Regions from separate parts of the Bombyx mori genome. Here region 1 is linked to region 2. A link is a contact called in public Hi-C data. All regions are on one chromosome and are shown on one strand. The core of a region is the stretch at or near the end of the contact, and the rest is flanking DNA. Distances in the headings are between cores, read along the strand shown. Region 1 overlaps LOC101737509 (GTPase-activating protein CdGAPr). Region 2 holds the start of LOC101735482 (26S proteasome complex subunit SEM1).

The links. Hi-C and Micro-C count contacts between places; a contact is called where the count stands out from the background.
Region 1: a Hi-C map of middle silk gland shows a contact between it and region 2, with 1.9 times the contacts expected there. The contact joins the enhancer-like site here to the promoter of LOC101735482 in region 2. A contact is called at or near these places in 2 of 7 Hi-C or Micro-C datasets (middle silk gland and whole pupa).

What each region holds. Positions count from the first base shown.
Region 1 is chr23:16,029,174-16,035,809 of ASM3026992v2, forward strand. The region is part of intron 3 of LOC101737509 (GTPase-activating protein CdGAPr); the gene reads left to right. Among protein-coding and RNA genes, the nearest start is that of LOC101737509, 28 kb to the left of the region's middle. Within about 2 kb of position 1,433, at least 8 of the 8 cell types and tissues checked have open chromatin away from gene starts, as enhancers often do.
Region 2 is chr23:15,972,739-15,979,130 of ASM3026992v2, forward strand. LOC101735482 (26S proteasome complex subunit SEM1) reads right to left here and starts at 2,360. Exons shown (of 2, transcript XM_062675310.1): 1 at 2,216-2,360; 2 at 611-2,130. The coding sequence starts at 2,288. The coding sequence ends at 1,964. It overlaps LOC101747136 (importin subunit alpha-5), which reads left to right. Exons shown (of 12, transcript XM_062675305.1): 12 at 1-2,385. LOC101735343 (ankyrin-3) reads right to left here. Exons shown (of 10, transcript XM_004930674.5): 7 at 6,317-6,392; 8 at 5,972-6,063; 9 at 5,263-5,412; 10 at 3,778-4,941. The coding sequence ends at 4,621.

The DNA of each region.
Region 1 (6,636 bases), core at 183-2,682, 56 kb after region 2:
CACCCACCTTGAGATATAAGTTCTAAGGTCTCAAGTATAGTTACAACGGCTGCCCCACCCTTCAAACCGAAACGCATTACTGCTTCACGGCCGAAATAGGCAGGGTGGGGGTACCCACCCGCGCGGACTCACAAGAGGTCCTACCACCAGTAATTACGCAAATTATAATTTTGCGGGTTTGATTTTACAGACCATACAGACAACCGATATTTTTTTATACTATAATCTCTTGCTGGGTTGATGTTCATTTCATAACAAATTCCTTTACTGTGAAGGGTGTTCGTAAATATCTGCTAAGTAGGACCTACCTGCCTGTTGGATGTGAACCCTGGCATAGCATCATCGCTTAATACGGGAACACACCGGGATCTTTAACCTTAATGCCGCGAAAACTTCCAAAGATCTACTACGTGTTATATTACGTGTTACATATACTTCTGATCCATTTTTATATTAGGATTAATGTTTGTCCTCTCGGTTTTTATTGAGCACCGGTTGTGACTCAGTCAGTTTGTGTTAAGGAATGCGGTGTGTGCTATAAATGTCCCATGATTAATAAATCTAAACGGAAAAAAAAAACTATTTGTTACTCTTTATTTATAAATCAAATGATTATTTCAATTTTTTTTGTTTTTTTTTATTGCAACGCCAAAGGGAATTGTTTCTAAGCATCTTTACTCAGGATTTAATCAAAATGTTGTGGTTTTTTTTTCGTTCTCCTCAAAAGCCGTTGTTGAAGTATTGATTGAATTAAAATAATGAGTACCCTGTCGTTTAAACAGGATGACAGCTCAATCGGTAGCAACATCAAACTCTGCCAGTAATACCCCGACCCGATTTAAAGTCGTCGTGGCCTAAGGGATAAGAGGTCCGGTGCATTCGTATCTAGCGATGCACCGGTGTTCGAATCCCAGGCGGGTACCAATTTTTCTAATGAAATACGTGCTCAACAAATGTTCACGATTGACTTCCACGGTGAAGGAATAACGTCGTGTAATAAAAACCAAACCCGTAAAATGATAATTTGCGTAATTACTGGTGGCAAGACCTCTTGTGAGTCCGCGCAGGTAGGTACCACTATTCTGCCTATTTCTGCCGTGAGCTGATGTGACTATGCTGAGACCTTAGGACTTATATCTCAAGGTGGGTGGCGAATTTACGTCGTAGATGTCTATGGGCTCCAGTAACCACTTAACACCAGGTGGGCCGTGAGCTCGTCCACCGAACTAATAAATAAAAAAAAGTTCGCCACTTCAGAGATTGCGACGGACGGTTACTTTGTCATAATAAAAAACTCATATCATGCTTCTAGTCATCTAGTAGTAAAAAAATTCAGCGTAAAAAGCACAGTCAAATGAAACAGTACAATAGCAGTAATATAAAGCGGGTTCTAGGTAAAAGTCACGGTTGGAGGTCGCGTGGCGTCACTAAACCGGTATCGCTACGTACGTAGGTACGCGAATGTCGCCGACGTAGTGTGGGGGTTCGGTTGGGATCCTACAACACACATCGTTCCCGACTCGCTTATATTTGTAGCGGAAAATTTGTATCTTCCTGTTTCAAGGGTATTACTTTATTTAGGTTTGTGACTCTTTTCATGCAGCTCATTGAGTGCTCCTTGACTGTAGCTGACAGCTCTGCTGTGATATATCTCTATAGTTGTTCCGATATCTTCACTTGGACTCATGTTTTCCTCTGGGCTGTAAGTTAGGATAACCCCTATTCGACAACATTATGCTTATGTTCCTACATGTACAGGGTGTTAAGTTACTGATATCGAAACTCACAATAGAGTAATAGACTTTTTGAATTTAAACGATAAGCCGCGTTTAGCTCTTATTTAAACTAATTTGAATTGCATATAAAACTCGGAATATAAAGTATAAGCGCGAAAGGCATCCATCAACTGTTTTCGCTTCGGATTTACGAAACATGAACTTCCTCAGATGGCCAATAGTTATGCTTTATGATTATTATATTATACCTTAATGCCTCTGTAAACGGGTAACTTATGTAACAGAAGATATCGTAGGATCAAGACTGCGTGCAAAAGCATGCTCTCAATTCAAATGCACGTAACTTAAAGTTTACACGAGATCCTGTGGTCCTGTTAACCAAAGTATTGTAATTGTCCACAGTAATAATTGTTTAAGACATTGATTGCTAGTAGTGAAAACACCGTAAGTCGACAAAACTCAAATTAACTTCTAATGCATCAGATTTGAATTTAATGTCAAAGTGTTCCTTACAGTAAATAACAGCAGTAATTGCTGAAGTACATAGTAATTATATCTTTAAAAGAACTTATTGAAATAAACTACTTTGCAATATTAAATGGCTTGTTGAGGAAGCTGGTAGAATTTGATTTAAATAATTTTAGCAACGGCTTAATAATTTAAATAAATAAAAAAATACAAAAGTGGGTAGGAACGATCGACACAGAATATTAAATCTAAGACAAGTGAACGCTGCGCGTGCTGCTAGCAAAAGTGATCCGAGGTGGCGTGATGTCCCCGCTGGTCGGTCGGTTGCCCCTCCAGATGACGAGTTGCCCCTCCAGATGACGTCACGAGTCCACGTGAGTGCTCGTCGTCAATGGCTCCGCCCATAGACTTTGACTTAAGAGGGAGTCGCCTCTAATAATAATATATTTTAGGATATTGACGCGGTTATGAACCGAGTCGACATTTTCATATTTACCTGCATCTACTTAATTAATTATAATGAACTTCCTTCTAATTTTATTTCTGTAGATAGACGAGCTAAGTATATACATACACACATATGCCTATAGACATCACCAATCTCTATTACATTGGTAAAACATTGACTTACTCTGCGTATTGACTGTCAGTTATTCAGTTCCTACTGCCATAATCTAGATTATGTAAGTCACGTTTGTAGCTCTTCTAACATATGCCTGCCCGTAATAAGTTAATACACGAAAATGTATATTTCTCTAGCTGACTACACCATAAGCAACTTTCACCGTCGCTTGAAACCCCCTGTAACGAGTTAATAGAAACTACAGACTTCCACCATAGCAATATGATGTTACGTCACTCGTGAAAATTAGAATCGACGCTGTTCGACCAGACGAGCCAGGGAAACGGAAATTGCGTCGGTTTCGCTATAGTCTATGTTCAGATTACGTTGAGATTGATTAGTAATTAGTTTATGAGGGTTTTCCGATTAAATTGCAGATTTGGCTTGTTGACTGTTGGTATATTTGCTGGTGATTTATGAGCTATTATTTCGTAAATTAGGTTTTTTAGTTTTTGTTTGAATATAAATCATTTTTACTAATTTAATTTAAATAAACATGCACATACAAGGAAATGAGATCGATACTTGAGGTAAGCGCGGCCAGCGTGGCATTGGAGTCCAGAAACTTTAGGCGTACCCTGATATATCAGCCCTGAGTATCTGTTAAAACCGGATCTTACAATTTAACTGGAAAATACGATTACTTTGATACAGGTCATTATGTGGTCGGAGAAGATCTATAACGTAAATACAGCCACATGTACGGAGGCATAGGAGTCATTTCCATCACAGCAACGTAATATGAAGATTCAAAACTATTACGACTAACATAATTATAACTACTGTCCATAAAATGACGGTGAAAGTGGTAATAGATCGAGGAGACTGATGTCATTCTAAGTTATTGCTCCAGTACCAGTACCGGACGGACGATTATAATGCTGGCCAGTAAACTATAACACGAACAAAGCGATGTTATAGCTGATTGCTAGGTCGATACGATTATACCGGGCGTCAGTATTCCTTTAGGCCGCGTAGTCAATCCTCAATACGATAATAATATGTTAAGTACATACGGCTTCGGAAGAATGAAATCGCCAAAAGAAATACAACTAAATAGATTAATCATAATGTAAAGTTCAGAGTTCGCCGGAGACGTTTGCCGTGGATATGTGAAGGGTAAGTTGTGTAGAAAACAGTCTGTATTAGATCGTACATTGCATGCTCGCACCTGTTCGACAAGGCCCCAACGAGCGCCCGAAGGAAGCCCGCACGCACATTGTGTTGAAAACAGACGCGGTTGCGGCCCGCAGTAGTAAGTGGTCGCCATCATGCATGGTCACCAACAAAGCTAGAAACATAAAACACGAGTTTTGACTTCTTTCATTTGACTCTAAAAGTCGTCGTGGCCTAATAGATAAGACGTCTGGTGCTTACGTGTTGAGGCGATGCACCGATGTTCGAATTTCAGGCGGGTACCAATTTTTCTAATGAAATATGTACCCAACAATTGTTAACGATTGACTTCCACGGTGAAGGAATAACATCGTGTAATAAAAATGAAACCCGCAAAATTTTAATTTGCGTAAATACTGGTGGTAGGGCCTCTTGTGAGTCCGCACGGGTAGGTACCACCACCCCGCCTATTTCTGCCGTGAAGCAATAATGCGTTTCGGTTTGAAGGGCAGGGCAGCCGTTGTAACTATACTGAGACCTTAGAACTTATATCTCAAGGTGAGTGGCGCATTTACGTTGTAGATATCTATGGGCTCCAGTAACCACTTAACATCAGGTGGGGTGTGAGCTCGTCCACTCATCTAAGCAACAAAAAAAAAACATACAGAAGAGGGCCGTTTGGGTTGTCTATAATCCCATTCTCTGGGATCGTTTGGAACCTCTGGGTTGTGGAGGGACTTCAGTTCTGTCTGTATTTTGTACGGTATGTTCCACGGGGAGTGCTCTGAGAAATTGTCTGAGATGATCCCATCATCTCGATTTTACCATTGCACTGCCCGCCACCGGAGTTGATTTTATCCATACTACCTGGAGCCCTGGAGCCACTGCGTTCATCCACAGTGCGTTTCCACAAATCTTTTCTGCCACGTACCATTCGGCTTTGGAATGAGCTCCTCTCCACGGTGCTTCCCGAGCACTATAACATGTCCTACTTCAAACGAGGCTTGTGGAGCGTACTTAACGGTAGGCAGCGCCTTGGCTCGGCCCCTAATATTGCTGAAGTCCATGGGTGACGGTAACCACTCATCATCAGGTGGACCGTATGCCCGTCTGCTTGCAGGGGCAATAAAAAAAACTTGGTTGGACATAGGAACCTGTGTGCTTAGTGCGAGTTTTTTAACGTTCTCGATTGGGTAAAAGCTCTCTATAAGTTTAGTTAATCGTCAGTCATATACGGACAAACAGAAAGAATTGAATAATTTAAAAATCTTTTTCGGCATTTCACTACCATATAAATATTACTTTAAAAAATCACAATAGCATTATTCTTATTTCTGTCACATTAGCGTTTTGGACAAAATTCTTAATCATAATAAAACACAATGAAGCTCGAACAAAAGAAAACGCCCACGTTAATATACAATGAAATTGACATTTACGACACAAAAAAATGTCTTAGGTTCCCGCGACATTCAGGTGAATTGTGTTGTGAACTCTGGCAACATCGCATCGACCGCAGTCGGGCCGGCTCTGCGGGGGGAAGTGCTCTTGAATTATGATTGCTGTTGGATATTTTGCCATAATTTAATTAGAAATACCTCTTGTTGAATTAAAACATTTTTAAAATATGTGTAGCGAAAAAAGCAGTTTTATATGATTATTTATTCAGTAATCTCAAAGTGGGTTCGCGACTTTTGTTACATTGAAAAAATATTTCTATTTTTGTTTTGCATGTAGCTACTTATTTTATTTTTCGTTTCGTAAATGAACTGGAGTTCTTAACCTTTTTGTTTATTTTTTTAAGTGCAATTCAGTGTAGCGTGAAGATTTTTCGTTGTCAAAAGATTGAGAAATATTGTTAACTTTCTAAACGTCTAAAACTGTGCCAGTGCAATAGTTTGTGGATCTGTTTCGTTTCCGAGTGGTGTGGTATCGTTGTGCCAAAAACAATTTACACACAATTGTTTATATTCCGTTGTAGTGAACGACATTTTCAAGAAAAAGAACTAGAAATCAAGTGCACACTGCAGACCTGCATATCATTTTTGAAAAAAGAGTTTTTTATCTTTTTTTATTAAATGATAATTTGGCTAAGGTATCTCATGTACACACAACACAAGACATCAGATGTTAGTGCTTCGCAACTTAAAAAAGCATCAACATCATGAGAAGAGTCTTCGGGGTCTGCTCAGATGGGTGGCTACTCTGTGGACAGAATGTGAGGAGCTAGTCTTACGAGGCTGTCTCTAGATGTTGTCTGTATGTTGTTTGTTTTTCTTTACCTACCTATTTTATTTTATTAATTTTTCCCTACCTTGTTTTTTCACTAATTTTGACAAAGCATTTTGACATTGAGAAGTAAAATATTCAAAAAATCTGAACACATTGCCTTAATAAAATAAAGACTGTTATTATAAAATTATAAGGATCAAAAAGATCAATGCCCCTTTTAAACTATTAGTATAAAAATATCAAACAACAAAATCATCAGTTTTAGGTTTGTGCACTGAACCCAATAATAAAAAATGGTTGGTTTGAATAAGTATTAGAGAATATAATAAAATGCATAAGTTTAATGCTGTAATCATAACATATGTCAAAAGATATTAGAAACTGCATGCATCTGTGAACTGAAAAAAGAATTACCATTTTAATTTTGCATGTTTTTGTGTGCATGTTTCATATGTTGTAGAT
Region 2 (6,392 bases), core at 1,110-3,609:
TAGCAGAGAGGCACATTAAGCTGATAATTAATTCAAGCTGCTATCATGATTTTATTGAGTTTATACGAGAAGAGTTGAGTAGCAAATTTTTCAGTCAGTGGACCTGTCTGATTTGTATGTTGTGTCGGTTGCAACCATGCTGCTACAGTGAGGGTAGATCTTTCATTCATAAACTGCATGCACGCACACACATGCAAGTCTTCCCTCGAACACAGTAGCAAGTGATAGGGCCAGAGCCATCAATTTTAATATTTATTTTATTTACCTTGAGGTGAGGAGGGAGTGTCTTAAAGAGAATTGGATTAACTGTGTGAATGAAGAGTATGAGTTCAAGAGATAACATATGATAAGCTTTGACTAAAAAAATAAGTGTGGGAAAGTGACTGTTGTACTATAGAACTGGGACTCATCTCAAAGTGGACAATGGAGTCGAATACAGAGCACTCCATCTATGAACTTTTATTCATTGTGGTTTATTCAGAGAGAGGCAGTATTGAACAATTCATTACAAAATATGTTAGATGCTGTTCAAGATAAACTGTGATCTTCTATCAATAAAACATGTATCCAGGTAACTAATGTTTCAAAGGATGTTCTAAAAATAAAACTGTTTGTAAAAAATCACATTTATTATTATTTAATTACAACTAAGCTAAAATTAAGATTTCTGATCCTTCAGTTTTTCCAGTTGTTGCCTGAAATGAAATAAAATTGTTTCAGATATAATTTACATTTGGTAACTGCTCTCCAGCAGTCCATACTCATCATATGTAATGACTAATAATGTTAGAAACATAAGTACCAACAACTAATTATCTTAAAAGATTATACAGTACATGAGAGTCATTGCAAACCAGCGCAGATCGTCCCATTCGTGCCTTCCTGCAGCAATGTACTAAAGGAGGCTGATTTCTATGGAAAGCATGTATCTAACTCAAACTAGACTTCAGTATTATATTTCAGAGTGGCCAATTGAGTTCCTATTATGGTCTCTATGTGCTTTAATTACTGATACTAAGTGCATACTCTTATATAACCAGAAATATCAATATTTATAAAAAATATTCAATCTATCTTTTTACACAAGATTTATAAATTTGAAACAAGTTTCAATGCTAATTGTATGTACTAGATGACATTTCAACTAAAGATTGATTGCTGTAACATCAACATAAAGGTATTTAATAATATTTAGAGCAAACAAGAGGCATGTTCCTGCTGTAAAATAAAATAAAAACTAGGTGCGTTCGAGGCACGAGACAAATTAAAAATATAAATTTATAAAATTTTGTTTTAAGGTTTGGGTTTTAAATAGTTCTAGAACTTAAAATATAGCTTACTGTACTATAATATTAAATGAAGTCACATCAGTAGTGTTCGCTTAGAATTTACTGGTGATAGGAGCTCTTGTGAGTATGTACGGGTAGGCATCACCACCCTTCTGCCGTAAAGCATTTCAGTTTGAAGGGTAGGGCAGCCGTTGTAACAATACTGAGACATTACACGGGCGGCATTAACGTTGTAGATGTCTATGGGCTCCAGTAACCACTTAACGCCAGGTGGGCTGTAAGCTTGACCACCCATGTAAGCAATAAAAAAACATGGACATTTATTCAGATAGCATAAATATATAATGGAGAACAGAAGCTTGGTCCTTATTATTCTAAATTTAATCAGAAACAATACTGTCTACGATTTGCTACCAAAAGGTTCTTGGCTACTTTGGTCATATTTCTCAGCGGCCACCAAACAACCTTGAAAAATTGTCTGTAGTGGGCAAGGTAGAAGGGAAAAGACAGCCGGCCGGCCGCCGAACTGTTGGTCGGATCAGGTAACCGCGCTGATCGAACTCTCTGTTGCGACCGCCCTGAGAGAAGCCGAAAACCGAACGAAATGGAAGCTGATGGTACAAAGAGCCACGAAGGCCTTTCAGGGACATGACCTTCAGCAATGGGGTATGCGATTAAGAAGAAGAATCAAATACGACAGCAATTGGGCCCATATGAAGGTAACAGAAATCTTTAAGATCTAACCTCAACTGCTGATTAAAATCATCTTGGATGACGTCGTCTTCCCAGTTGTCTTCCCAAACCGATACATCTTCATCATCAGCGTCTTCTGTACCCCAATCTACAAGAAAATTTGAATTAAAATAGAATGAATGAAAACATTTTTTGTTAATTTCTTAATATTCTTCATCTGGAGGTTTACGTACTTTCCGCGGGAAATTCTTCGAACTCGTCATCCTCTTCTAGCAAACCAAGGTCTACTTTCTGTTTGTCAGCCATTACACTGTGATGATTATTGAAATAAGGAAATATCACTTAATGTAGCAGAATAAATAAGATGCAAGTCACAACACAACTGTCACGTAAAATGTAAATTCACAACAATAAACAGTGTTGCCAGATGACCGTGCGAATTTCCCCCCAACTTTTTTCGAAAACCCCCCGAAAATAGGCTTTTTGAAGAAAAAAACCCCCAAAACAGTTTTTACTTATTTTAAAGAAGAAATAAAAAACCAAAAGGATTCTTTTATTTTTTAATCAAGCTATCCCTATAACTTCAACCATCTCTAAGCAATTATCACGATCATATTCACTTTCGTTATTATTATTTAAAGCATACTCGTTTTCGAAGTTAAAGATATTTAACAAGTCCGATGTGGGAACAAAATTTATACATCTATTTGGCAGTGAAGATCGAATCCTGAGAACCGCTTCGGCAGTTTCTATTGCTATTTGGTTGCATTATTTGTCCTTTATAATATTGACTTGTAAATAGTATAGTAGACTATAATTATTCTAATAGTAATTGCAAATTGATACTCAAAAAACCTCCGAAACTTCTCCCAACTAACTTTTTCCCCCCGAATGTCCCCCCAAAGAATCTTTCTCCCCCAGAGTCGAAAAACCCCCCAAATTTGCAGGGAATCCCCCCCATCTGGCAACTGTGACAATAAATTTTGATGTCAGAACAACGTGGTGCTGCCTGTATTGTGGTTGTTTTTTCCGAATTTAGAAATATTTAAGCAACTAGGTATTTGTTTTCACATAATATATTTCATCTCTTTTCCACCATGGTACCCCATGTCACCGTAGTAGAGTTAATTCATAGTACTTTTTTATATCTTTATGTAATATCTTTTTTGCCATACACCATCTGGCTTTGGAAATAACTTTTCTGTACGATGCTTCCTGAGCGCAATGTCTTATTCTTCTTAAAACGAGTGTTGATAACACTACTACAAAGACAATAAAAAGGGACATATTCCGTTTGCACTTAAATTTGATTCGAACAATCTCCACCTTTAAAAAAACGAGTTCATCTTAATAGTTTTCTTTACCTAATGCAGAAAAATTATCAAATCAAAAAGGATCTGAAATCCCTTCATTGTTGAACCCTTTTTTAAAAAAAAAAAATCCTAATCGTACTCAAGGTTGGAACCTTGAGTGTTAGTCGTGGAGCCGGTTAAATTAATATAATTGAAGTGTGAATGAGTAACCTAATTTTGCCGCAAGAAAAACAATTACAAAATCTGTGTACTTAAAAGTATTGCAAGAAGTATTTCTACTTGCGTGTCCTAACTAACATCATCGACGATTCATTTGGTATCCGAATCGTGAAAGTATAACTTTTGTGTTCAAAGTTGAGCTTTCTATCTTTTTATTTTATTGTACTAGTATTAATGATTAATACTTTAGCTGCCTTCTTGTTCACAAACACGAACATAACTTACCTACTCTGTTTATCATTGTAGGCAATGAAACAACTTAATAACCTTACACTCGTTTATTTTTAAAATATTGTCGGAGGATAAACAAAGTACTTAACTTATTAATAACATCGCTTTTTATTATTATTTAAGATATTACAATATAAATATAAAATCACAAAATATCACATAGAAATGTGTTTTCAGACTATAGGTAAATAACATGGTAAATATTTTATACATATACTTAGTATTTACTCAAATTTCCAGTTCCAATTGAAATAATACATTATATAGTAAGGTAATAATAGAAAAAGACAAAAAACAAGCAACAATTTAGATTTTGTTGTATAAAATTTATTTTAAGATGAAAACTATTTTTGGGAATAAATTAAAATCATGCCCCATTTTTTTTATTTCTATACAAAAATGAATCCATGCATTTTGCATACCAAATCTGAGTAACGAACAGGACTATAAAAATGTATAGGATTCCAATAATTTCTTTACAAAAATTGTCTCCTGTCGTGTTTTACTACTAAAAACTTAATATAAAAGATATGTATACTTTATAGTAAAATGTAGATACTTATAATACGTCTCAAAATGAAACATGTTTCGATCTAACATAATATATAAAAAAATGTAAATATTGTCGAGATCGAAATAAAAAAACTAACAAAATAATGTTTCGTCCACGATCTGAAATTAAGCGTTACAATTTTACAAATCTTTAATTTCCCATAAAATAATGGGAACTCCTACAGTACAAGGAAAGTAATATAAATGTGGCAGCACCAACAACCTTCTTAATTTTAATTTGACAAAGGCACCTATCGCGCTCGGCCACCTAAAAGGACCACATCCCTGATTATTTTGTCCAAAAATTAATGATAATTTACGATTTAACGACATTCAAAAAGCAGGTAGTGGTGAAGAGTTTTAGGTATTTCCATAGTTTTGACCGCGTGGGGGAAGGAGGGGCCGAACTGTTTCCGGAGGAATATCCTGACTTGTGCCAATAGGGATATTGGATTTTTGGCGCGTTCAATTAGTTTTTGCTTTTGTTCTGCGTTTAATATACTGTTCCTCTTGATCATGCAGAGGTCGAAGGCTTCTGCGGCTTCCAGAAGTAAGTAGAAGATATGCTCGTATTCCTCTGAAGTAACGTTTTGTAAGTGGTTGAGAATGCCATCCGGATCACGAAACTGGGTTTTCATTATGACCTGGAAGAAGTCCAACCATAAACTCTTTATTACGGAGTAGACAGCCCTTCTTAAATACAAAAATGTTGAATTTAAAATTAATGCAGACATCAAAACCAACAGGTAAATGCGGAGTGAGTGTTTCTTCTTGATGGTGCCATTCTTAGGTTCGGCAACGCAAGGCGAGACTCTACCGGTAGTCTGCGTATTGTGCGGGCGGTGGTCACTGTGGAAGCTTGTTGCTTAATCTACCTTCCTGATTTACCGGGAATTCTAAAAGTGGTATCAAACAAAATTCAGTATCAGCTGATACTTTAAGTGGTTGGCGAGTGTGGTACCGACCCTGGCTCCGTGCGCGAGGAGCATGGCCACCAGGTCGCGGTGGGGCCGCACGTTGCTGGCGAGGTACTCGGCGAGCGCGGGCCGCAGCTGAGCCGCGTCCTCCGGGCTGTACACCTTCAGGTTCGGGTCGGCGCCGCTCTCCAGCAGGATCTGGTCGAGGAATATGTTTAGCTTCAAACAGTATCGTGACATGACGGTAGACAATATCAAATTGTCTAATCGCGCGGTAAATTTGAAATAAGACGACAAAATAGCGGTAGAGACGCACGATCTGTGTACTTAGTCCGAGCTTTTTAACGTTCTCGATAGCGTAAAAGTTAACTTAAATAGCGCCCCTAGCGGCAAATGTAGACAAACGTTCCAACTCCATACAAATTTGAGTTAGCTTTTACGTTATCGAAAACGTTAAAAAACTCGCACTTAGCGCACTTGACGCGGCTCGACATTACTACAGATCATTAGGATCAAGAGATTGAATACTTGTAAAGGTTTCACTTCTACTGGGCTCCACGCTCTTATTATCATTTTAATGTTCATTGATGTACTCATTCGGCATTGAGTGCGGCTGCACTGTAATGTGCAAGTGATGTATTGTTAACAGCAGCAGAATATCGCTTCCACGCATGTTGTCACGAGGGGCCCGTCCTCAACACCACACCACAAAATGAACCTTCAATTTGAAGTCTGTGCGCATTTTAATTGAACTTACTTTAACGATTTCCTTTCTGTTGTCTATGTTGTCGGAGCAGGCGACGTGAAGCGGGGACCCGATCACGGAACTAGACGCGTTCACTTGAGCGCCTGCAGACAAACAATATCCTTCATGAGTTTTTAATGGAACTTCGGTCAGGCGAGCTGTCCCCGCGGCATGCCAAGGTACAGCCGCTGCTGGGAACTCCTTTCAAACTACCTGTGAAGAGCGTGTCATAGCGCCCGGCGCCGCGGCGTAGGGGAGATCTCATTATTAAAGGCACTCAACAGAATTCTTAGCCTCGCGTTTTTAGGTGAGTGGGTATTGATCAAAGACCAGTTCTTAAGCTGATAATACCCTCACCAGCTGATAGGAGCAGTTGTACCATGGTCACGTCTCCCTTCAGGATGGCCAGGTCCAGAGGGCTCGGCTTGCTGAG